7 separate regions of the Mus musculus genome follow, and all the other regions are linked to region 5. Evidence: chromatin contacts called from public promoter capture Hi-C data. All regions are on one chromosome and are shown on one strand. Each heading gives the region's core, a stretch centred on a gene start, on an enhancer-like site or on the middle of the called end of the contact. The rest is flanking DNA. Distances are from core to core; before and after follow the strand shown. Region 1 holds the start of 2310033P09Rik (RIKEN cDNA 2310033P09 gene). Region 2 holds the start of Rnf187 (ring finger protein 187). Region 3 holds the start of Iba57 (IBA57 homolog, iron-sulfur cluster assembly). Region 4 holds the start of H3f4 (H3.4 histone). Region 5 holds the start of Akap10 (A kinase (PRKA) anchor protein 10). Region 6 holds the start of Zkscan17 (zinc finger with KRAB and SCAN domains 17). Region 7 holds the start of 1810063I02Rik (RIKEN cDNA 1810063I02 gene).

Evidence for each region. Promoter capture Hi-C pulls out the DNA fragments that hold promoters and counts their contacts.
Region 1: a contact with region 5 is called in a promoter capture Hi-C map of pre-B cells, with 4 times the contacts expected there. The contact joins the promoter of 2310033P09Rik here to the promoter of Akap10 in region 5. A contact is called at or near these places in 2 of 39 promoter capture datasets (liver and pre-B cells).
Region 2: a promoter capture Hi-C map of liver shows a contact between it and region 5, with 2.9 times the contacts expected there. The contact joins the promoter of Rnf187 here to the promoter of Akap10 in region 5. A contact is called at or near these places in 3 of 39 promoter capture datasets (hippocampal neurons, liver and pre-B cells).
Region 3: a contact with region 5 is called in a promoter capture Hi-C map of liver, with 6 times the contacts expected there. The contact joins the promoter of Iba57 here to the promoter of Akap10 in region 5. A contact is called at or near these places in 5 of 39 promoter capture datasets (the C10 cell line, hippocampal neurons, liver and 1 more).
Region 4: a promoter capture Hi-C map of liver shows a contact between it and region 5, with 6 times the contacts expected there. The contact joins the promoter of H3f4 here to the promoter of Akap10 in region 5. A contact is called at or near these places in 3 of 39 promoter capture datasets (the C10 cell line, liver and pre-B cells).
Region 6: a promoter capture Hi-C map of pre-B cells shows a contact between it and region 5, with 5 times the contacts expected there. The contact joins the promoter of Zkscan17 here to the promoter of Akap10 in region 5. A contact is called at or near these places in 2 of 39 promoter capture datasets (liver and pre-B cells).
Region 7: a promoter capture Hi-C map of liver shows a contact between it and region 5, with 3 times the contacts expected there. The contact joins the promoter of 1810063I02Rik here to the promoter of Akap10 in region 5. A contact is called at or near these places in 2 of 39 promoter capture datasets (both in liver), 9 of 484 Hi-C or Micro-C datasets (the C2C12 cell line, embryonic stem cells, primordial germ cells and 4 more), 2 of 115 datasets of contacts at active chromatin or transcription factors (astrocytes and embryonic stem cells) and 1 of 9 other capture datasets (liver).

The regions. Positions count from the first base shown.
Region 1 is chr11:59,206,820-59,209,851 of GRCm38.p6, reverse strand. 2310033P09Rik (RIKEN cDNA 2310033P09 gene) reads right to left here and starts at 1,491. Exons shown (of 7, transcript NM_024210.2): 1 at 1,179-1,491; 2 at 987-1,032; 3 at 801-883; 4 at 652-724; 5 at 459-544. The coding sequence starts at 1,423.
Region 2 is chr11:58,937,589-58,940,742 of GRCm38.p6, reverse strand. Rnf187 (ring finger protein 187) reads left to right here and starts at 1,837. Exons shown (of 4, transcript NM_022423.2): 1 at 1,837-2,348. The coding sequence starts at 1,959.
Region 3 is chr11:59,162,060-59,165,031 of GRCm38.p6, reverse strand. It overlaps Iba57 (IBA57 homolog, iron-sulfur cluster assembly), which reads left to right and starts at 1,287. Exons shown (of 3, transcript NM_173785.6): 1 at 1,287-1,681. The coding sequence starts at 1,341.
Region 4 is chr11:58,960,432-58,963,600 of GRCm38.p6, reverse strand. It overlaps H3f4 (H3.4 histone), which reads right to left and starts at 1,890. Exons shown (of 1, transcript NM_001318003.2): 1 at 1,328-1,890. The coding sequence starts at 1,789. The coding sequence ends at 1,379. It also overlaps a transcript of Trim17 not described here.
Region 5 is chr11:61,928,458-61,931,769 of GRCm38.p6, reverse strand. It overlaps Akap10 (A kinase (PRKA) anchor protein 10), which reads left to right and starts at 1,513. Exons shown (of 15, transcript NM_019921.3): 1 at 1,513-1,781. The coding sequence starts at 1,694.
Region 6 is chr11:59,505,276-59,508,264 of GRCm38.p6, reverse strand. It overlaps Zkscan17 (zinc finger with KRAB and SCAN domains 17), which reads left to right and starts at 1,625. Exons shown (of 10, transcript NM_172941.4): 1 at 1,625-2,101; 2 at 2,303-2,437. It overlaps 4933439C10Rik (RIKEN cDNA 4933439C10 gene), which reads right to left and starts at 2,612. Exons shown (of 5, transcript NR_015585.3): 1 at 1,379-2,612; 2 at 953-1,074; 3 at 327-434.
Region 7 is chr11:59,919,944-59,922,791 of GRCm38.p6, reverse strand. It overlaps 1810063I02Rik (RIKEN cDNA 1810063I02 gene), which reads right to left and starts at 1,293. Exons shown (of 2, transcript NR_130986.1): 1 at 1,185-1,293; 2 at 903-1,067.

The DNA of each region.
Region 1 (3,032 bases), core at 242-2,741, 2.7 Mb after region 5:
ACATGTCGGGAGTTCATATTTATAAATGAGCTTATTAGGCTCCATGGCCACAAAGATGAGTGCTGGAATGCTGCCAACCTGGTGAGCCTCCTCTCTCCTTGGAGACAAGTTCTCATTATGCAGCCTTGTCTAGCTTGGAACTCACTATTTTACCTAGGTACAAAGTTGAGATGACACAAAAGTAGAAGTAACCAGACACACGTACCAGCTTGTGAGAACTCTGAGAGATCAGCCTGCTGTCTACCAAATGCTGGGATTAAAGAAAGTTGTGTGCCGCCCACCCCACAAGCACCTCCCACCAAACTGGCCAGTATCATGGTCCTGAGCGTCACCCTGCTGGGTCACCTATGGCAGCTACTGAGACTCCAGCCCAGAGATGGAGGTCCGCCTACTTCAGTCAAACTAAGAGAGCTAAGGCAGTCTGCCCCTTTATGCACAGGGAGGCAGACTCAACTTACTCCGGTTCGACCTTGTCCTCAGCGCGAGGCTTCTTCCTGGGAGCAGTTGGGGCAGTGCTTGGGCCTTCGCTGTCCACACGGTGGTGCTGTATGACATGAGTAGCCGTGGTGAGGAACACCCAGGGAATCCTGCCCCACATCTCAGACACCTCTAAACCCCAGGATCCTGTGCATTGGGCTTGACAGGGTTTACCGTGAACACTGACAGCCCAAGTTTGGCAGCCTCTTTGTCTTCTCGGGATAGCGCCACACGGCCCGCGGAGCCACTGCAGGGGACAGAGCATTTGAGGACAGTTCTCAATCACCGCCCAGGCCTACCCTGGACTCCCCAACTAGCCTAACCTGGCGCTGCCCAAGCCCAGGAGCCGGTCCACGCCCTTCTCCTCGGGGTCTCCTCCTTCCCGTTTGCAGATCTCCACGAAGTCCTGCGAAAGCAGGGTAAGATAGGAGGTTCTAGGCCGAGACAGACGGACCCCCCCACCCCCCCCCAACCACCCCGCGGACCTCGAACCCATATCTCAGACTCACCTCCTTGCTCAGGCCGGTGGGCTGTTTCCTCACGTTCTTGTAACCACTGCGAGCAAAGGTCAGGAATGCTCATCAAGGGTCTGGCCCCTCGGTCCCCTTCTTTCCTGTGCCCCGCCCACATCCAGCCCCGCCCCAGGGCCACCCAGATCCCGCCCTCGGGGCTTGCGGTCGCCCCGCAGACCAGGCACTTACAGTGCGGCCAGCAGCGCCTCACGCTCCGCCTCGCGCACGGCTGCCAGCTCTTCCTCACGGCTCGGGCCGGTACACGGCGCGCGGTCCTTCGCGTACCAGGTGAGGTCGCGGCCCTTCTGCCAGCGGCCTACTGGCGCCATCAGCGAGTTGCCCAAGTAGTTCTCCCTCTGCTTGTCAGTCTTCACGTCCTCCCAATTGAACTGGTCTTGTCCGCCACGCACGCCACCGCGATTGGAGCCGAACATGGCGCTGGAGCCACTGCACAGCCTTCAGTACCCGCGGTCTCTAGTCGGACTTCCCGCAGCACTCCGGACGCACGCCGTGACGTCACTCTCGCGCCCCCGCGCGCGCCTGCGCTCTCGCTAACGTGCCCGTGCGCCTGCGCACTGCGTATCCGAGGGCCTTATCAATCAAGATCCTCTTTCTAAAGGGCGTTCAGGGCTTCTCTGGCGCATCCTTCATCCTAGTGCCACGTGCGCCTGCGCAATAGCTCCTCAAAAAGGCGGCTGTGCTATCCCACCTGATAACTCTCGTGTGAAGGAATCTCGGTGGAAGGGGACACTACAAAACCTTAGTGACACCAGGAGGGGCCGGCCCCTTGCTTTCTGGAAAGCCAAGAATGCTAACTCCAAAGGTCCCGGGTCACTGTTGAAACTAAGTTAAATAATGGCAAACCTTCACGGAACAGAGGGACAGATAAAGTCACCAAAGAAACATGGATTCACTCTTCCATGCTCTGGGTGACAGAATATGCGTATGTGACATGAAAGCCAAAGCATCCCTAAACCAGAGCGATCTGTGTTCTCTGCAGGTGAAGCTTTACTGGGCAATTTACTGAGGCTGCGCCTCAAAATGAACAGAAACTGAGCTACATCTTAATGACAGATCACTTGCTTAACATGATGGTCTTGGGTTTCATCCCTAGTCTGAAAAAATACCCATCCTGGAACTCTCTAGCATCCCAAATAGACCAAGACAGCCTCATTTTTATGTCTTCATCCTGAACACGTTGAGTACCTGCCACAGCTTGTGAGGCTCTTGGTATGAGCCCTGAGGTCATGGCCTGGCTTTAGAGGACACAGTTGGGACAGATTCCTCAGAACAAGATCATACTCGGGATGAATGGATGGTCCCAAGGGGAGCTGCACAATAAAGTGGAAACGTATCCTTTATTTGCCTGATGTAATTGTCATTTCTGAAGCTTACCGCCTCTGTCTGCTAACCCAGGCCTTGTCCTGGAAGCTTCTAGCCTCCATACAATCTTATCTTGGCCTAGAATGTTTTCAACCTCTGAGACCTATTGCTGAATAAGCTCACCCTTTAATGCTCTTCTGAACTCTATCTAGCTGGGTGGTCAACTCAGCTATTCTGGCTCAGACTCCTCCACACTGAATGATTCAAATTGGCTTCTTCCAGCTTCCCCCGAATTGCTCTGCTTGGCCTCATACGACCTTTGGTATTATGTTCTAATCTCTGGCTCATTTTCTGGCTCGTTCTGTCTTCACCTGGCTAGTTTGTTCTTTCTCTGCAACCTGTCTCTGTACAATGGTCCCAGTAAACTGCCCTCTCCTATTCTTTCCCCTAAGTCACTTCTTTCCTCTCTGTTCTCATGAGAGATAGGCATATCCTATTCTGTCAAATCTCCCTGAGTCACTGGAAATCACTTTCAAACATGGGTGCTTCTTTCTAACTAAGTTTACCTTCATTGGGATTAAAGGTGTGTACTAAGGCTGAGGCACACAATTAGAAATGTTTTTTTCCAGTAAACAACAAAATCTGCAACAATAAGGGAGCATCGGTCAGTCATGTGGGCCACAGCAAAAGAAGAGCATACTAGCCGTCTCCTAGGAAAGG
Region 2 (3,154 bases), core at 588-3,087, 3.0 Mb after region 5:
TATCTTCCCACGTGTCCTTCATCCTTGCTTCCCATCCATGCTATGGTTTTTGTTGTTATCTTTGTTTGGTTTGGCTTTTCTTTTAAGCCAAGGTCTTGTCTTGTAGCTCAAACTGGCCTTGAACTCGATTTCCCTGCCTCCATCTCCCAATTGCTGGGATTAAAAGTACAGTCATTGCCTAGGATGCATAATGCCCTGGGTTTGAGCGCCAGACCTCAGTAACAATTTGAGAACCATGTTGGATCTGGCTATGGTCAGTTAGATGAGTGTGAAAGTGCCTAAGTACAACTGATTTTTTATTTAATTAATTTTAATTAATTTATACATAAATGCTATATCTGTTGAAGAGGTTGGCTCTAAACCCCCAAGGATACCACAATTTAAGGACACTCCAATCCCTCAGATAAAATGTTTCTCTTACACACATCACATCTCTCTCTCTCTCTCTTACACACACACACACACATACACAATTCTCTTTCACTCACAGACACAGACACACAGACACACACTTTTATTTATTTATTTATTTATTTATTTATTTATTTATTTATTTATTTTTGAGACAGGGTCTTACTATATAGCTTTGATTGGCCTGAAACTCACTGTGTAGACAAACTGGCCTGGAACTCACTGAGAACTGCCAGCTCTAATTCCTAAGTGCTGTGATTAAAAGCATGTATCATTATACCCAGCTAAAACATCATAATATTTACATGCATCTTTCTATGTAATATTTTTTTCCTAGATGACTTATGATACTTAACAGGATGTGAATACTGTGCAAATCTTCATTCTATTGTCTAGGAAATAATGACCAGAAAAGGGCTGTATAGCTTTAGTACAGATGTGGCTGCTGCCATAGTGTTTGGAGCATATAAATGGCAACATCACTGTCTTAGTTAGGGTTTCATTACTGTGAAGAGACACCATGACCAGTGTAACTCTTATAAAGAACATTTAACTGGGGCTGGCTTACATGTTTAGAGGTTCAGTCCATTATCAAGGCAGGAAGCATGACAGCATCCAGGCAGACAAGGCTCTGGAGAAGGAACTGAGAGTTCTACATCCTGATCCAAGGCAGTCAAAAGACTGTTTCCCGCAGCTAAGAGTGAGGTCTCAAAGCCCACGGCCACAGTGACACACTTCCTCTAACAAGACCACACCTCCTAATAGTGCCACTCCCTGGGCCAAGCATATTCAAACCACCACAGTCACATTTACAGTTATATCCGCAATCTCAGTCTGAAGAGTCACACATTGCAGATAGCTGACTACAGCTGTATTAACACAATATTCTTTAGAGTGCTTTCCTGCAAAACGTGCTGCTGTTCTGTGTGCACAGTGAGACTCCCTGACTTCATTTTATGTCGCTATCTTAATTTGGTCATACTCCTGGTTGACTACACAGGCATCTGCCTACCTAGCCAGTTTTATCCTGCTTCAGGGCTGAAGGTATAGCGATAAGTCACCCTGGAAAAGCCTTTCCTGACAGACCACCTCCCAAATTATCTGTGGGAGATGGGCAATTATTCATGATGTTGGGGCAGTACCCTGCAGGATGAGTAATCTTATAGGACACAGGGAGTATCTTTGTAAGGATCTGGGTTTGGAGCCCGCGACTGACACCATCAGGACAAAGGTCGTGAGCTGCTACGGGAACCAGTGTGGAAGAGAGCTCAGCTGCTCAATCATGGGCAGGGCGATGAGCGAATACCAGAACCTGAAATGAGAGCGCACAGCTGCAAGGACCTGGATGGAGGAATGCGCAGCTGCCAGGACCTGGACGTCAGAGCGCACGGCAGCCAGGACCCCGCCCCGCGCGCGCGCGTGCCCGGCGTTGGCGCAGTCTGGGTCTGAGTCGTAGGCTGAGGCTCGTCGGCCTTGATCTCCGGCCGGTCCTCGGCCCTTCTGCGCCCTCTCCGCCCGCGCCCTCGTCGGCGCCGCCGCCCGCAGCCCTGGCGCTCCCCGCGGGCCCAGCTGATGCCATCTGCGCCCTGTGTCAGCGCGCGCCCCGCGAACCGGTGCGCGCCGACTGCGGCCACCGTTTCTGCCGGGCGTGCGTGGTGCGCTTCTGGGCCGAGGAGGACGGGCCCTTCCCGTGCCCGGAGTGTGCCGATGACTGCTGGCAGCGCGCCGTAGAGCCCAGCCGCCCTCCGCTCAGCCGCCGCCTCCTGGCTCTCGAGGAGGCGGCCGCGGCGCCGGCGCGCGATGGCCCTGCCAGCGAGGCCGCGCTGCAGCTGCTCTGTCGCGCCGACGGGGATCCGCTGTGCTCCGCCTGCCGCATGGCCGCTGGCCCGGAGCCGCCGGAGTGGGAACCGCGCTGGAGGAAGGCCCTGCGCGGCAAGGTGCGCGAGGGGCCCCTGCACACTGTCCACCTTTGTGGCTTACCTGGAGTCAGGCATTCGATCAGTGTGCTGACCTCCTCTTCCCTCTCCCGCATCCCATGGGTGCCCAGCACCCTCCCTTCCCCGGGGACCCTGCCATGCTAGGGGCTCTTGGATCCTGGAGTCCGTGATTCTGCCTTCCTTCATCTCTATTATCTGTCTCCCGGACCCTGCTATGTCCCTCGAGCTATTATCTCTAGCGCATGCTCCTCCGTCCCCCTTTCATCCCAGGTCTCTGGCCTAGCTGTGCCTTATCTCTATACAACCTTAAGACTTCTATTTTTCTCGAATTCCCCTCAAGTCCCGATCCCATTCCTCAAGGCCTCTTGCTCCTATCCCGGTGTGATTTCATCGGTGCAAGCCCCGCCCATCCACTTGCTTATGGAGACCTGAGAGTGGTCTTTGGTCTACCAGTTACCATTTGCAGCCCTCTGAGGGGCTGTCGGTCCACCTCATTCAGGAACCTTCTCTGCTATACTCTCTTGGTCATTGCACGTAGCACCTGCCACCGGGCAGAAACCGACTATTAGACTCTGTGTGAAGATGGGTTGCAGGGATCTAGATAGAGTATCATCCCTGACCCAGAGAGAGATGTCTGAATAGCCAGGTAGGAAAGCCGTGGTCTCCGCCCGACAGGAGAGAAAATCGTAGCTTAGCGTGTTTGAGGGTGCTGTTATCCTTATGTTCTGCAATGATGCACCATGAGCCTCTGGAATAAGTTGTGAAGAACACTTTTGAGGTGGAGGCCTGTGGTTACATCCAGGTCC
Region 3 (2,972 bases), core at 38-2,537, 2.8 Mb after region 5:
CCGTTGCCAGCTCAGCACATAGGGAAAGGTAGGCATTACCGTAATAAAAAAATTTTTTTTCGATACAGGATTTCTCTGTATAGCCCTGGCTGTCCTGGAACTCACTCTGTAGACCAGGCTGGCCTCAAACTCAGAAATCCACCTGCCTCTGTCTCCCAAGTGCTGGGATTAAAGGTGTGTGCCACCATGCCCAGCTATAAAATACAATTCTTAAAAAGGGAAGGGAATTCTGATACGTGCTATACTGAGGATGGGTGCTCCATGAAGAGAGCCAGGTGCAAGAGGACAGGCACTGGTTCTCAGAGGCTTCCAACCCACAAGGGCAGAAAGCCAACTGTGGGCACCAGCGGCTGAGTGTGTGTTCTGGGAGGAGTCAACGTTCTGGAGTTGGATGATTGGGAGATAAAAAGTTCTGGAGTTGGATGATAGTGAGGGCTGCGCAGCCGTTTGAACAATGCCGATATAAATGCACTAAAAGTGGTCTCGCTGGCTGGCTTTCATCAACTTGCCACAAGCCTAGCGATATCTGGGAAGATTCAGAAAACGCCTCCATAAGCTTGGCCTCTAAACAGGTCTTGGCTTATATCACATCAATGACTGATGTGAGAGGGCCCAGCTCACTGTGGACAGGTGCTCCTGGGTCGTATCAAAAAGCAGGCTGGACAAGCCATCAGAAGCTGGCCGGTAAGAGCCCTCTTCCAGGGCTTCTGCTTCAGTTCCTGCCCTGAGTTCTCTCTGTAAGTGGGTGTGACCTGAGAGTTTTCAAATGAAGTGAACCCCTTTTCTTCCCAAGTTGCTTTTGGTCATGTTTAGTATAGCAATAACAAAGTAACAGTGGTGAAGATAATACATTTTATACTGTTCGTATTTAACCGTGAACAAGGAAATGCCTAACTTTTTTCCTCCTTTTTTTCTGGGCAGTACTGGGGATGGGAACCATGGCTTCCTGCCTGCTAGGAAATGCTCTACCACTGAGCTATCTATCTTCAACTTTTTATTCGGAGACAGGATATTCATTTTAAGTTGCACAGGCAGGTCTTGAACACGCATCCTCCTGCCTCTGCCCCCCGAGAGGCTGGCTGGGATTGCACACCAGGACCGAGGTAAGATGGCAGATTTCATGTTTACTTATTTACCACGACCACAAGCGGTTTGACCAGGAGCCAACTAAGGAAAGGGTCACCGGGTGGCTCTAGCCTTGGTGTTTATCTGGGCTTGCGCACCCATCCACTGGCTGAGGTCCCGCCCACTTTCCCCCCCACGCACGCGCGTCGCCAGCCGCCGCCGCCGCCGCCGCCGCCCGGGGCCGCTGTGGTGCCCGCCTTCACTTAGCGCCCAAGATGGCAGCGGTGGCGCTGCTTCGGGGCGCGGCTGTGGGGCGCAGAAGCCCAGCTTGGCACTGGCGGCTGAGCGGGACCGCGAGTCACTGCCTAGCCCGTGGCTTTGGCCTTCTTGGCAGCAACCCCGCGGACGGTGTGGCCTGGACTTGCTTCCGGCTGGACGGGCGCGCCTTAGTGCGCGTGCGCGGCCCGGACGCTGCACCCTTCCTGTTGGGACTATCGACCAATGAGCTGCCGCTTTCGGGGCCTCCGACCGGCGCGGCTCAGCCCTCTGCGCGTGCGGCGTATGCCCATTTCCTGAATGTGCAGGGACGCACGCTCTATGACGTCATTCTGTATGGGTGAGCTTGGGCGGGGCAGCAGGGCGGGGCAGTAGGGTCGTTAGAGTGCTGAGGGAGCAGACCTCCAGAATCCCAGGAAGGATGTCCAGGATAAGATTTCTAGGGAATACTGGCTAGACACCCTTGGGAAGAGGCATAATTAGATTATTCTGGAAATGACTTTCTGAGGACAATCTAGACTTAGGGAAGGGGTCACCTAGAGGCGGATGTCCCATGGAAGGCATCCAGGTTGCGCTAGTTACTTGCACAGAGCGTTGTGCCTGGGACCCCAACCAGTCAAGTCAGAAGCTTCTGGAGTTATTTTCAAGATGGGTGCTTCAGCTTTGTCCCTCCCTCCTCACTTCTTAGAAAGATTTCGCTGGTTCGTGGGACTTTATTCAAAAAGCCACTCTCTGCACAGCCTCTCCACAGTGACAGATTGTCCCAGTGTTCTGAGAATCCAGTTTTTCCCTTATTTCTGGTTCCTCTTTGCAGTGCCAGCTGTTTGCCTGTATGGTCTCATTATCTATACAGCAGACCTGACTGTGACTGTAAATAGTGTTTGCTGGCCAGTCTGGGCAGGGCCTGCGTCTATAGCATTGAGTCTTCAGCTGCTCACCTTTATAGGATCTAAGTCGTGAAGTCTCAGCATTGTCTAGTAGGCATGTGAAGACCCGCCCTCCCTATCCTGTCCCTGAGCTGTCCCTTGACTCCTACCAAAGTCCAGGCCTGGCTGCCTGTCTCAGCTACCCGGTGTCTTTCCAAGTTGGTTTTTGGTGAGCCTCTTCAGTAGCCCCTAGATGCTCATTGGGAGTATATGGGGAATCCTCATATCTGGAGAACAGTTCCTGAACCCCTGAGGGTAGCTATTCCAGGATGAGAGTGGTGGATGAGAATTGACAGCCATGGCACCACTATCCAGTAGTTGTCTGCATTCTGTGGGGGGAAATCTAGAGTGCCTGTCTCCAGGTGCTGAAAGGCCACAGTGATGTGCTTCCTAGAGATCCTTTTCCCACATTACTTCGCTTAGTGAATCTCTGAATCTAGAACTGTGTCAGCAAATGACAACCCATGGGCCAGACCCACTGTGATGCTTTGGCATATAGAGTTCTGTGTGAACCCTGGGATGGTGTCTTCCAGGCAGTGTTCGGGCTGTGGTGACTCAGGGCCTTAAGCCTAAGCCAGTCATTGCCCTTTGTAGAAAACATGCATGGACTCCATACTGGAGCCTTGGATCTGCCTGTGTTTCCAGGTCGCCATCATCTCTCCATGTTACCAATAGGCAGCTGGAGTTGATTCAAGCGCTAGTCTT
Region 4 (3,169 bases), core at 641-3,140, 3.0 Mb after region 5:
TTTGTGGGACCAATAAATAGATCAATAGGGCAAAGAGATTAGGTGGAGACTCAGGTGGGGAATGCAGGGAAAATGTGGTCGGGTTTGCATGGATTGAGGCTAGGAAAATGAAAAGGGGGCAATTTAGAAATTAGCAACTCAAAGTTGGGAGGTGGTGATCCCTGCCTTTAATTTCAGCACTCGGGAGGCGGAGGCAGAGGCAGGCTCATCTCTGAATTTGAGGCCAGAGGGAGTTCCAGGACAGCCAAGGCTACACAAACAGTCTTTAGACTCACCCACCCCCCCATCCTGCCCCCCTCTACCTCCCCTCTGCCTCCTTGCCCTCCCCTGCTCCCCCATCCCTGGGCTTGGAGACATAATGGGCTTCAAAACTCTTCAGTTGCATACTTATATTATATGCACACCCTAGGAGTAATTTATGTATTTAACATTGGCATTAATGAGTGATTCCACTACAAAGGAGAGGTAAAGTTTTCTGTGTTAACCTCACAGGCTTATTCAGGCTATTCCCCTCAGCCCTCCACTAATGCAGTTCAGTTAACCATCTCGGGTTCCTCCCAGTTTGATTTCTGATCAAGCCGGTTAGTCTCCATGCCGGTCATCTCTGAACACCACCCTTTTTGTATGGCTCAGAAGTCATACAGTACTGGACAGTATGAAAAACCAAGGCTCAGAGAATTAAACTCCAGCGCAAAACATCCTTTTGATAAGAGAGGTTCCTATTGCTTACAACTCAGGTTGAGTCAAGACAACAGCTAGACTTTCGTACCCTACAGGAATCGTTTAAGACAGGATTCTCTGGATGTGTCCCCTGGAAATATGTAAGTTAACACTTTCCTGACTCTTTTGCTGCCGCCGTTAACAGATGGGCAAAATTAACTTTAATCAAAGGCAGTTCACTGGGCTTTCCATCAGGAGAAAGGCCAACTTTTCAAGTACAGGAATAGCTAGCCTTTTTAATACCAGGCATTATGAGCCTTAAAACACAAAACATAAGTAACTTGGTTACTGAGCAGATGCGTTTGGATACTATCAACTATGCAAACATAGCACGTTTACTGCCGGTAGGAGCTACCTTCACTTGGTAAAACCAGTCAGCAACACAACCATCATCTTGTAGTACAAGGGCTCAGGCCACTATACCTATCAAGGGAAGGCAGGTTAGAATAGGACGGAGCTGCAAGTCAAATAGCTCAATGGGCAAGGATTAGCTGCTAAGCCCTCTAGACTGATCTGGGGAGACACTTCGATTGCCGGCCACCTTGTCTTCACCTCCTGAGGAGACAGGACACCTAAGTCTACGTTACAGACACTTTTTCTGACTCTGTGGGTGGCTCTGAAAAGAGCCGTTGGGTTCATGAGCGGTGCCTGTGGGAGCCTAAGCCCGTTCTCCGCGGATGCGCCGAGCCAACTGGATGTCTTTGGGCATGATGGTCACCCGCTTGGCGTGGATAGCGCACAGGTTCGTGTCTTCGAACAGCCCCACGAGGTACGACTCGCAGGCCTCCTGCAGCGCCATCACCGCGGAGCTCTGGAAGCGCAGGTCGGTCTTGAAGTCCTGGGCGATCTCACGCACCAAGCGCTGGAATGGCAACTTGCGAATCAGCAGCTCGGTGGACTTCTGGTAGCGCCGGATCTCGCGCAGCGCCACCGTGCCAGGGTGGTAGCGGTGCGGCTTCTTCACGCCCCCGGTGGCCGGGGCGCTCTTGCGGGCCACCTTCGTGGCTAGCTGCTTGCGCGGAGCCTTGCCTCCCGTCGACTTCCGTGCCGTCTGCTTGGTGCGTGCCATCTTCCTGAATCGTCCGCCTCCCTTGCTCCTCAGGTGCACAATGTGGGGGGCGAGTAGCACTGCTTTTATAGACCCAGCTACATTCCTATTGGCTGCCCACCAGGTGGCATTATGGGATGCTGCACTCTGATTGGTCCATTGGGGGATTGACTTTACACCCTGCCTCTTATATTCTCTCTGAGTGGTGTGGACTCTGGAACTGTTAGTTGCGGCTCGGTAGGAGGGCAGCGGGGTCTGTGGAAAAAACTCAAGTCGCTTTCTTGGAGCTTTTATTGTTGTTGTTAAATAAAAAAACAAAACAATCTTGCCTCGACTCCCAAGACACAAAGAACCTTCTAGAACCTTTCTGCATGCTTCCTTTATATAACAACGAGGCATAGTTTTCCTGAGTTCTGGAATACTAAAAAAACATCCACCTGGTCTGAGGACGCCCCTGGGGGCGAGGGCTGGAGGTAGCTCAGCAGTTAAGCTTAATTCCAGGACTCGGGAGGCAAAGGATGGTGGATATCTGTGTGTTTGAGGTTAGCCAGGGCTACATAGTATTAACACTATTTTTTAAAAATAGGGAGGGGTAGAGATGGAAAAAAATAAAGAGAAAAACGAAAAGAAATTGTGTCGTTTGCTGGAACAATGGAAAGAACTCAAGATCACAGTGTTAAGTAAGCTGGATCCAGGCAGGAAGAAAAGCATGGCATGGGTTCTCTAGCATGTGGAAGCTAGATTAAAAAAAAAAAAAAAAAAAAAGCATAAAAATGGGGTCGGGGTGGTATTTATAGAGAGAAAGGGACCAGAGGGAAGAGGAAAAAAAGGGGAGAGCTGGTGTGTGTGTGTGTGTGTGTGTGTGTGTGTGTGTGTGTGTGTGTGTGAAGTTATCAAAATGAAACCCATTACTAAGCACAGTTAACGTACGTTAATTAAAAAAAAAAAAAAACTAGAAGATATGACTCAAAGAACAGTAGTCCATGCTTATAACTTCAGTACTCGGTAGCTGAATCAGAAGGATAATAATTTTGAGGCTTAGAGTACACTGAAATGACGCTTTATCAAACAAAATAAAACATCTTTAGATCTGAAAGAAAATTAGGAAAAAAAAAAAAAAAAGGATTTCTGAAGCAAAGGCTTTCAAGGATAACATGGGCTGTATTCAAGGATTCCCCCAAAGGTCACAATCAGGGTATCAAACAATAGTAATAATGATTATTTAGATCACGTCAGAGGATGAGAAATGTCGTCCACATAATTTCAAAAAACGTGAGTCCAGAAAAGGATAGAAATCAAACTGTGGTGCATCTTTACGGATTTGGTTAAAAAATAGAACTCACTGACAATCATGGTGTTTTGCTTCCAAACGTGTATGTGTAGTTTAAACTGACGCCGGTG
Region 5 (3,312 bases), core at 264-2,763:
AGAGAATGAGTAAGGATTCTAGAAATCCTAATGGAGCCAGAGCCCTCCCCTCAACCCCATTGACTTTTTGCTCATTTAAGGGATTTTTCTCACTCATTCGTCTGGTGTTCCTCCTGCCCTGATCAGCTAACCAATAGTTAACAAATACAAAACAGTCTCTGCCAAGACTGGAACTCCAGAAGGGAAAGGCAAAGGAATAATGTAAGACACACCACCCATTCTGCCTAAGAACAGAGTAGATACTCTAACTGTGGATCCTTTGCAAGTGTTGTCTGTGCTCCTAATTGCTAAGCCATCGTTCAACGCCTTGTTTTGTTTTTATCTGTTTGAGACACAGTCTCACCTTGGCCTAAAATTCCCTAAGTAAATCAAGCTGACCTGGGACTCAGTGATCCACTGGCTTCTTTCTGCCTTCCAAGTGTGTTAAAGGCTTTCACCACCAGAGCACCTCCCCTGGCTTGCCTTAATATTCTTAGGCAAGGAAAGGTTTTCAAGGGTGGGCAGTGGGTGGGAATAGGGGAGGGGTATGCCCAGAGTGTAATATTCATTTCCAAATCATCTCAGACCTCCACACCATTACCTCACATGGGGCAACCACAGCCCTGCTCTCCTTTTCAGTTCCTGCCCAGCGTGACCTTGAAAGCTGGCCTAGTTTCCTCCATACCAAGAGCAAGTTTAAAGACTGTTACTAACCTGGAGGGTTTAGTATGGTATCTGTGCACGATGTTATAAATAAGTTTAGCTATGATGGTTTTTCATCATTTAGCAAACAGGCTTGGAAACAAAACTAGCAAACTTATTAACCTGCTCTAATAATATGGTTAAGACTCCAGGCTTTACTTAGTTCCTGTTTTAACACACCGAATAATCAGGCAAGTTGCCGCTTCTGCACTTGTTTTTCCTTCTGTCTCAGGTAGACTTTGCTGATCCAACATAAAAATCAGCAACTGTGTGCATCACGAGTTCCTGGTTCGCTTTTGACAGTAGTTGTAGCTATAGTGGCCATCCATCCAGGGCGCTAAAGGTGGGTAAGCTTTAAGAAAGCCAGAAGATTTATAGGAAGGTGGCTTTCGAATAAGAACGGAAGAAATAGCCCTCTGTTGAGGCTCAGGTTGCTGGCTCTTTCTGTTTTGAGCATCTGTAGGGATTTCATCTGAAAATGAGCCTACCACTCTTTTTCTCCTTCCTTCCTGAGGTCACTTTGAGGGAGGGAGCTTCGGGAGCTACATAAGAGCAGCTCCTCGTCCTGCAGGCTCGCCTGCATCCCCCGGGGACCTGGCAGGGTAAAGCTGCCAAGCAGCCTGCGGCATTTAGCAAGATTCCGCGAAAAGGCTGCGCAGCAGTGCTGGCGGGGGCTTCCCGAAGAGGAGGAGGTTCAGCAAAGAGACGCTGTCATCCGAAGCCTCCAGGGGGAAGGGCTCGCGGACTCGAGGACGCCAGGTCACGTGGGCTGAGCGGGCGCGCGCCCCGGCCCCGCGGGAGGAGGTGCGCAGGAGGAGGCGGGGCCGGGGCCTCCCGTGAAGCCCCGCGCGCGGACGGACCGGAACTCTAAGCGGGTGGCTTGTTGATAACATGGCGGCAGCAGCTGCCGGGGCATCCCGAGGTGGCGGCAGCGCCCACACCCGGAAGAAGGGGCTGTTTTCGGACTAGTGCAGCGGCTCCTGCGGCCCCGGAAGTCCCGGCCAGCTGCTGAATGAGGGGAGCCGGGCCCTCCCCGCGACACTCCCCCCGCGCCCTCCGCCCCGACCCGGGCCCCGCCATGTCCTTCTTCCGGCGGAAAGGTAGCCGAGGGGTCGCCGGCGGGGGGTGAGCCGGGTCTCGGGCAGCGGTGGGGCAGCAAACCTGCAAGGGTTTTGTCAGGGCGGCCGCGAGGCTCTCGATGAGCCGCTCGGCCTCGGCGCCGACACCCGCGGTGCAGTGTGCTGCCCGGGACTCCGCAGGGAAGAAGGTGGCCTCCTCAAGCGAGGTCGAGGGGCATTGTCGCTTTGGGCCAAAAGTGTCTGCTTAAACCCATAGAAATTAACACCTGTTGGCTAAAGAAAAGGTTTTCCTGGTGTGTTTGGTTTCTGGAGGTTTGTATGTGTGTGTGATCCACGCGCGCACTGTGGATGAAGATCAAGGAAATCCCTTTACTTATAGGAAGTCTTGACTTTTCCGAATATTGGGGGGGGGGGGTTATACCTAAAACCACGTGCAACTGTTATTTCTTCAACTAGCGCTATTTTCTAGTTTCCTCTTTTGGGGGCGGGGGTGGAGAGCGGAAGGGGGCCCACTGTTATTCCTAAAATAAAATTTCTTACTACTGAAGTTCCGTATTCAGAAGACTACTGCTTTTGATGATTGAGCAACTTTACTAATTATTGAGACCGTTGCTGCTACTATAAACGAACTACTTAGATTTCGGATGTCCAGTTGTAAAAGCTTACTTAGTTTTTAAAGTAGAGGCAAGGTGATTTTGATCCTGGAAAGGGTTATGGTATTTCATTAAATATACATACACAAATTGATCAATCAAATCTCTTTAGGTGGAGGTGGTTGTATCTCTTCATTCTTACTGAGAAGATGTATCAGACAGACTTTTTTTTTTTTAAACATAACACCAAATCAGACTTGTATTCACGTGATAGCTTTTTCATAAACTCTGTAACCCGAAACAGCCGGTTAACCCACTTTTTTTCCAGCTGAGAATCAGATGATTCCTAAAGGCCTCATAGGACTGAGGCTGTCTGTTGATGCTAGGTGAGGGAATGAATGAAACTGGTAAATAATAGGAAGCTTTATCAGTAAAGTGTCTTAATATCTCTGGAGTTGTTAATGTACCTAGGTTGACAGTGTTGTGGTGCTTGTTTTTTAAGGGGGGGAATGCATTCTAAGTATGGGACTAATTCAAGTTGAACAACAGACTTCTGTCTGTTCATTTAACACACACTGTCGAGTGTCCAGTCTGCCAGACACTGTCTTAGGGTGTCATGAAATAGTTATATGGACGTAGTCTCTGTACCTATGAAACTCATTGATGCTGAAGGCAGGCAATAAATAAGGCCAAAAAAAAAAGTGTGTATATACTTACAAATTGAATGATGTGTAATGAAAGACTAATTTATGAAGAAAAACCTATTTTGGTTGGATGTTAGAAGAATTCAGTATGTAACCTTGAAACGTAAAACTAGAGGATCAGTAGTAGAATGTAACTTTAGAGAGGTCAGGAAAGACACTGGAGGTACCAGGAATAAAGAGCTGGTGCCCTTTAGGAAAGGCAAGGTGGCCACTGTGGCTGAGGCATAGAGAAGCAGATAGGCAGACACCACATTA
Region 6 (2,989 bases), core at 376-2,875, 2.4 Mb after region 5:
CCCATCACCTCAACTCCTTCATTTCAAAGACCACCTTTGCCAGGATGCCTGACACACCTGACTCCTCAATACAGCATGGTAACAACTCTCAGGCTCTGCTCAGAACTCAGTCCTGAGGTTGCTGTTCTGATTCAGTTTCCCCGTGGCTCCACTGACCAGAGCTCTGCTCACTATTCGCCCTTCCGATGGTCAGTGGGGTGCACAGATGCGCCCAGGATCTGGATGGGAGTGGCAAACTGCAGCTGTCTTGCAGACTCTCAGTACATATTCCCTGAATAGCCTCACAATGAAGCAGACAGCATCAGTCTCCTGTATGAGGGAGGTACCTGAAGCACAGAGAGGTCACGCAGGCCTTAGATCACCTGACTGCGCCTTGATGGGTGTGATTTAACACAGGTGCTCCGATTCCAGTCTATTAGTCCCTATTCCAGGTTCTATGCAGAAGAAACACAGAAAGAAGGCATATTAGGAGTCATTGGCGGCTTCTGAACAGCGAGAGGGGACCTAAATCCTGAGAGTTGTGAGCTCAGGGGGAGAAACTAAAGGGAAAGTGTTTGTGGGGGGAGAAAAATCCCATGTATCAGCCACCTCCTGGCGCTGCATTTTACCTGCGTGAGGGCTCCAATAAGTGCGCCTCTGAGGAATCCAAGTATTGAGCAGCCACCAGGCAGGAGCCTAAACAGCAGCCCTTCGGGATACACAACTGGACTAATCACTAGGCTTGACTCCCCAACGGGGTCTTTGGTCATTCCAGGCTGTGCTTCCTGGCTGGTGTTTTTGAAAAGGGATTGGCATGGATTTGTAAGTCTAGGTGGCTCCTATTGCTCTCTGTGAGCCTTAAGTCCCAGCCTTGGGTGACCCTTGCTTGCTCAGCGTTCTTCTGCACTTGGGGAACAATCATCCACTTGACTCACCTCCTAATGTCCCAAAACCTCGACCCTTAACTCCATACCTACTAGTCGGAAGAGATTGTCCCAGTCCCAATTATTAGAAGGAAACGGAAGCACGAAGTCTGCCGGTGGTGGGGTGTCTCTATCAAACCACCTTCTTTAAGGGTGACTTCCTACCATGTACCTTCGAAAGAGAACCAGAAAGGGGAAAAAAAATCAGCACAGTAGCTCACTTCTAGGCAGATTTTTCTTTGCTTCCTCCCTTTGACAGTCCGGCTCCATTGTCCAGCCCGAGGGAACTGAGGGAGGATTTGGACTCTACTCAACACAGGGTAGATGAGGCAGGAATAGGTTCCAATGCCCTAGTTCTTGGTCACCTCTCACTCTCCGTGACTTAAGTCACTCTGTCCTGTGTTTATGCATTAAGCCAGCGACAAGCTCCCCAACTCATACTCTCAGGATTGGCAACCTTCTCTCTCCGTACTCACCAGGACTATCCTGGTGCTCAGAGGGACCCAGAGTGCTACAGTCTTCCTTAAACAGAGAAATCGTAGATCATCTCCATGCCACGAAGCCGCGGGCCGCTGCTTCGGCGAGCACCGTGGATCGCTGGGTCTGCATTTCTCCAGTCCTACCGATTTGGGTGGCTCTGGCAGCGTTGGCTTTGAAATGGAATTGCGGCTGGAAGGGATTGGGGCACAACAGCACACACGGGATGCAAATGGTCACTGGGAGATCCCCTTACACCTCATCCCTCCTCCTCCCAATTCTGGCATTTCGCCAGCGCCGCCAGACCAGCCCTTCCCTGCGCCCACACAAGAGGAGCAGAGAAGAGCAAAGCCCCAAGCCGGCCTCCCTGGCTGGTGGCCGCGCGAACTGGCCCCCAGCGCCCGGGTCCCGCCGGGGCGCGCGCGCGCATCCCGAGCCCGCTAGGAAGGCCCACAAAGCTAAAGCCCGGGCCCCGGGCCCAGGCCGGGAGAGCACGGAGCGGGGCGGGGCGGGGCGGTCCAGGCGGGCCGGGGGTGTCGGATGTCACCCCCCCGCGTACACCTCGGCCAGGAGGCGGGGAAGCGAACCACTGAGATGAGGAGACCTCCTCGGTCCTAGAGCGGTGCAGGAAGTGTCCCAGGGGAGGGAGCCGGAGGGCTCCGGCCTTTCCTTTCCGCGGCGGCCCGGCCTACGCGGCCCGCCAACCGGGACGCTGCGCAGCGGTGAGTATACTGTGGCCCGGCTTCCCATGCCCCGCTGTCTGAACCCGGAACCCGCTCCCCACTTCCCGCGCTCTGATCCCCAGCCCGCGCCTGGGTCCTGCTCCCTGTTCTCCTCTTCCCGCGTCCGGGCCCAGATCCCTGCTCCCAGAGCCGCGTCCTCATAGGTGCCCTCGGGGATGAAGCAATACAATTCTCTTCCAGGCGTCTCCCTTCGCTCCCAAGCCCAGCTGATGCATTCTAGAGGATCCCGAGACAGGGTTGGCCTGGCCAGGGACCGAGTCTGGCCCATGCATTGGAGCCGCCTCTGCCAAAACACCAGAGAGACCGAGCTGGAAGGTGAGGATCTGCTCGCCTGCTGTCCCGGGCTTCGAAGGAAAGAGCCAGCAAATCTGAAAGAGTGGAAGCGACAGAAACCCCATAGTTCTCCTGGCCTAAAACACCCTCCTCTTCCTCCTCCTCCTGCTCTTCATTCCTTCCCTGGGATCCTGCGCCTTCAATAACTGCTTTGGGCAAGCCCCGCCCCTGCGGGAGCCCTCCCCTCCCTAACGGTAGTTCATTCATAAAGCTTCCGCTCCCGAGGCTCCTGCGCGCCAGGTGCCAGAGTGACAAAGAGGCACACGCTTGTCTGGCCTAGGGCTCTTTGAGAGCAGTCCCCCAGCAGAACCGGGTGCTGAGGGTGGGACCCTGGACACACTATCCTAAGTGTAGACCTGAGCCATTCAGGGCCCAGCAGGTGGGAGACAGTGGGCGGAGGAAGCAGGAGAGAGCGGGCGGGGCCCGGATTGGGTTCTTAATACGGGAGTAAGACGTGAGAGTAGTCGAGGTTCACAGCCTGTTGCTTTCAGAAGCTCGCGTCGGGTGTCTGCCTTTACTTCGGCAATCAGAGGA
Region 7 (2,848 bases), core at 44-2,543, 2.0 Mb after region 5:
TGGCCTCTGCATCAGCTCCTGCTTCCTGACCTGCTTGAGTTCCAGTCCTGACTTCCTTTGGTGCTGAACAGCAATGTGTAAGTATAAGCTGAATAAACCCTTTCTTCTCAACTTGCTTCTTGGTCATGATGTTTGTGCAGGAATAGAAACCCTGACTAAGACACCACTTACAGATAAAGCTCAAAAACAGGTAAAATCCAGTTAGAGATTGCACCTGCAGGGCAGAGAGCCCCAGAGCCATTGGGTGCTGCCTTCTGGCTTCAAGTCTGAGTTCTGATTCCATGGGTATATTTGCTAACAGGCAGTGCTATGAATGTATATAAGATAATTAAATTTAAATCTGAGTTTAAAATTTTTTATTCATTTATTTAGTATGTGTTTGTGTGTGTGTGTGTGTTGTGTGTGTGTGTGTAGATCAGAGGACAGCCCATGAGAATTGGTTCTCTCCTTCTACCATGAAAGTGACAGGGATCAAGCAAATAACCATGCGTGGTAGCAGGTGTCTTTACCCACAGCAGCATCACACTGGCCCTGAGTTTGACATTTTTAAAAGGGCATGTGGAGTGGCTCACGGAAGATCTAGAGTCAGAGAGTTGAGGCCCAAGAGACACAGACAGGGTCCAGAACACCGTCCCCAATCATGGCTTGGACGGAGAAAGGGCTTGGGCTCCTGTTACTGTCAGGTGTTTTACTGAGGACCGGGTCCCCGCTCCTCACGCCAAGCTCAGGGCCGGTGTGCTTTGCTCCCTGGCCTTGGTGTAGACCTGTGACAGAGGTCAGGTGGGCTCCACGTGCTGAGCTTAAGACTCCCCAGCGCCCCAGAGAGAGGCCTGGGGAGAACTGGGAACATGGCCTTTGTTTCCAATCCCCAGAGATTCCAAGCTTTCGTCAGAGCTGAGGTTCATGGTTACGAGCCTTTTATTTTTTTAATCCTAGAAATGTTTCAAGGGGACCAACCAGCTCTCCTGTCCCATCAGCTTCTGTCAGTTCAAATCTCGGTCTCGGAGTCAGCATCCCACATCTCTGGCTCTGACCTCCTCCCTGTCAGGCACTGTGGTAACCATGGTCTGAAAGAAAAAAAACAACAACAACTTTTAAAGGTTTTTAAACTTTATTGTTAAAATAACTTAAAATAAATCAGCCACATACCCAAATTAACCAGACCCTGAGTTTAGACAACTCACAGCTGGCTGAATAGGTACTCAGGATGGAAGCTGTGCCGGCTGGTTTATGTCAACTGGACACAAGCTAGGATCGCCGGAAAGGAGGGAACCTCAGCTGAGAAAATGCCTCCGTAAGATCTGTGGGGCAGCTTCTTAATTGGTGATTAAAGTGGGAGGGTCCAGCCCGTTGTGGGTGGGGCCACCCCGTCAGGTGATCCTGGGTAGGGGAAAGCCAGTGAGCAGCACCTCTCCATGGTCTCTGCCTCAGCCTCTGCCTCCAGCTTCCTGCGCTGCTGGAGTTCCTGCCTTGGTTTCTCTCAGTGGGCTGTAATTCAAGATGTGTAAGCCAGACAAACCCTGTCCTCCCCAGCTTGGTCCCGGTGTTTCATCTCAGCAATTATAATCCTACCTAGGGACGCTGTGGGACTTCTCAGTGAACTTTATCTTTCACTATCAAATATACTTTAGGTGTTTGTTTATCCACTACCAAAACCAAAAGAATAAATCTTATGACGGAGTTAGAACTAGAAAAACAGATTTATATTCTCTCTCTTAGGTCGCATTCTTTCCTTGCATTCAGCCCTCCTTTCCCGTGGTGTTCAGCCTTTCTCGTTCTCTCTTCTCCATATCATACTGTACCGGCAGGCACGCTTGTTTGCATGTGTGTGTATAATATTTGCTAGATTCACCATATGAAGAGGACATGGGGCTTTTTCTTTCTGAGGCTGTGTGACCTCACTGGATATTATACATTTTAAGGCCATCTGTTTTCTTGCAAATTTTTATTTCACTTTTCTTTAGAGCTGAGCAATAATCCATTATATATAATACATGATATATTATATTCCATTACATATGTATATACACACACACACACACACACACACACACATATATGTTTCATTATTGGCTCCTCTGTTGATTCCAATTTTTTGCCATAGTGAATTAAACAGTAATTAACACAGTGGTGCACATATCTATAGGGTGGGTGTGGTTTGGTGGGTGTATACCCAGGAGTGGACTAGTTGGGTCACGTGCTAGTTCTGGTTTTATTTTTATTTTTTGAGACCTCTCTGCAGCGGTTTCCACGGGGCTGTATCAGTTTGCATCCTCAACAACAGTGAATTCTCTTCAATGGTGAATTAAGAGTTCCTGTTTCTCCACATCCTCTCCAACGTTTGTGGTCAGATTTATTGACAAACGCCATTTGGACTGGGGTTAGGTGGTACCTCAAAGTAGTTTTGATTGGCATTCCCTAATGGTGGGGGTATTGGATAATTTTAAAAATAGTAAATTGGCCATCTGTCTGTGTGTCTTTTTAAAAATCTGTCTATTCAGTTCATTTGTCCATTTGCTGGTTGGCAGTTTTATTCCCTTGGCGTTTAATCTCCACAGTTCTTTCTAAGTTCTGGACATTATCCCCTCTCTGAAGTGTACTGGGTACCGATTTTCTCCCCTTCTCTGGGCTGTCTGTTAACTGCTGACTGTGTCCTGTGCAGAGAACTGTCATTCTCCTGTTCCTATCAGTTGATGGTGGAGTTAGTTCCTGTGCTGCTGGTATTCTGTTTAAAACAGTCTTGCCTTCCCCAGTCTCCTGAGGGGTATTCATAGCCTGTGTTTTCTTCTAAAGTTTCAGGACTTTTAGATTTTACCTTAAGGGTTTTTATCCATTTTGAACTGGGTTT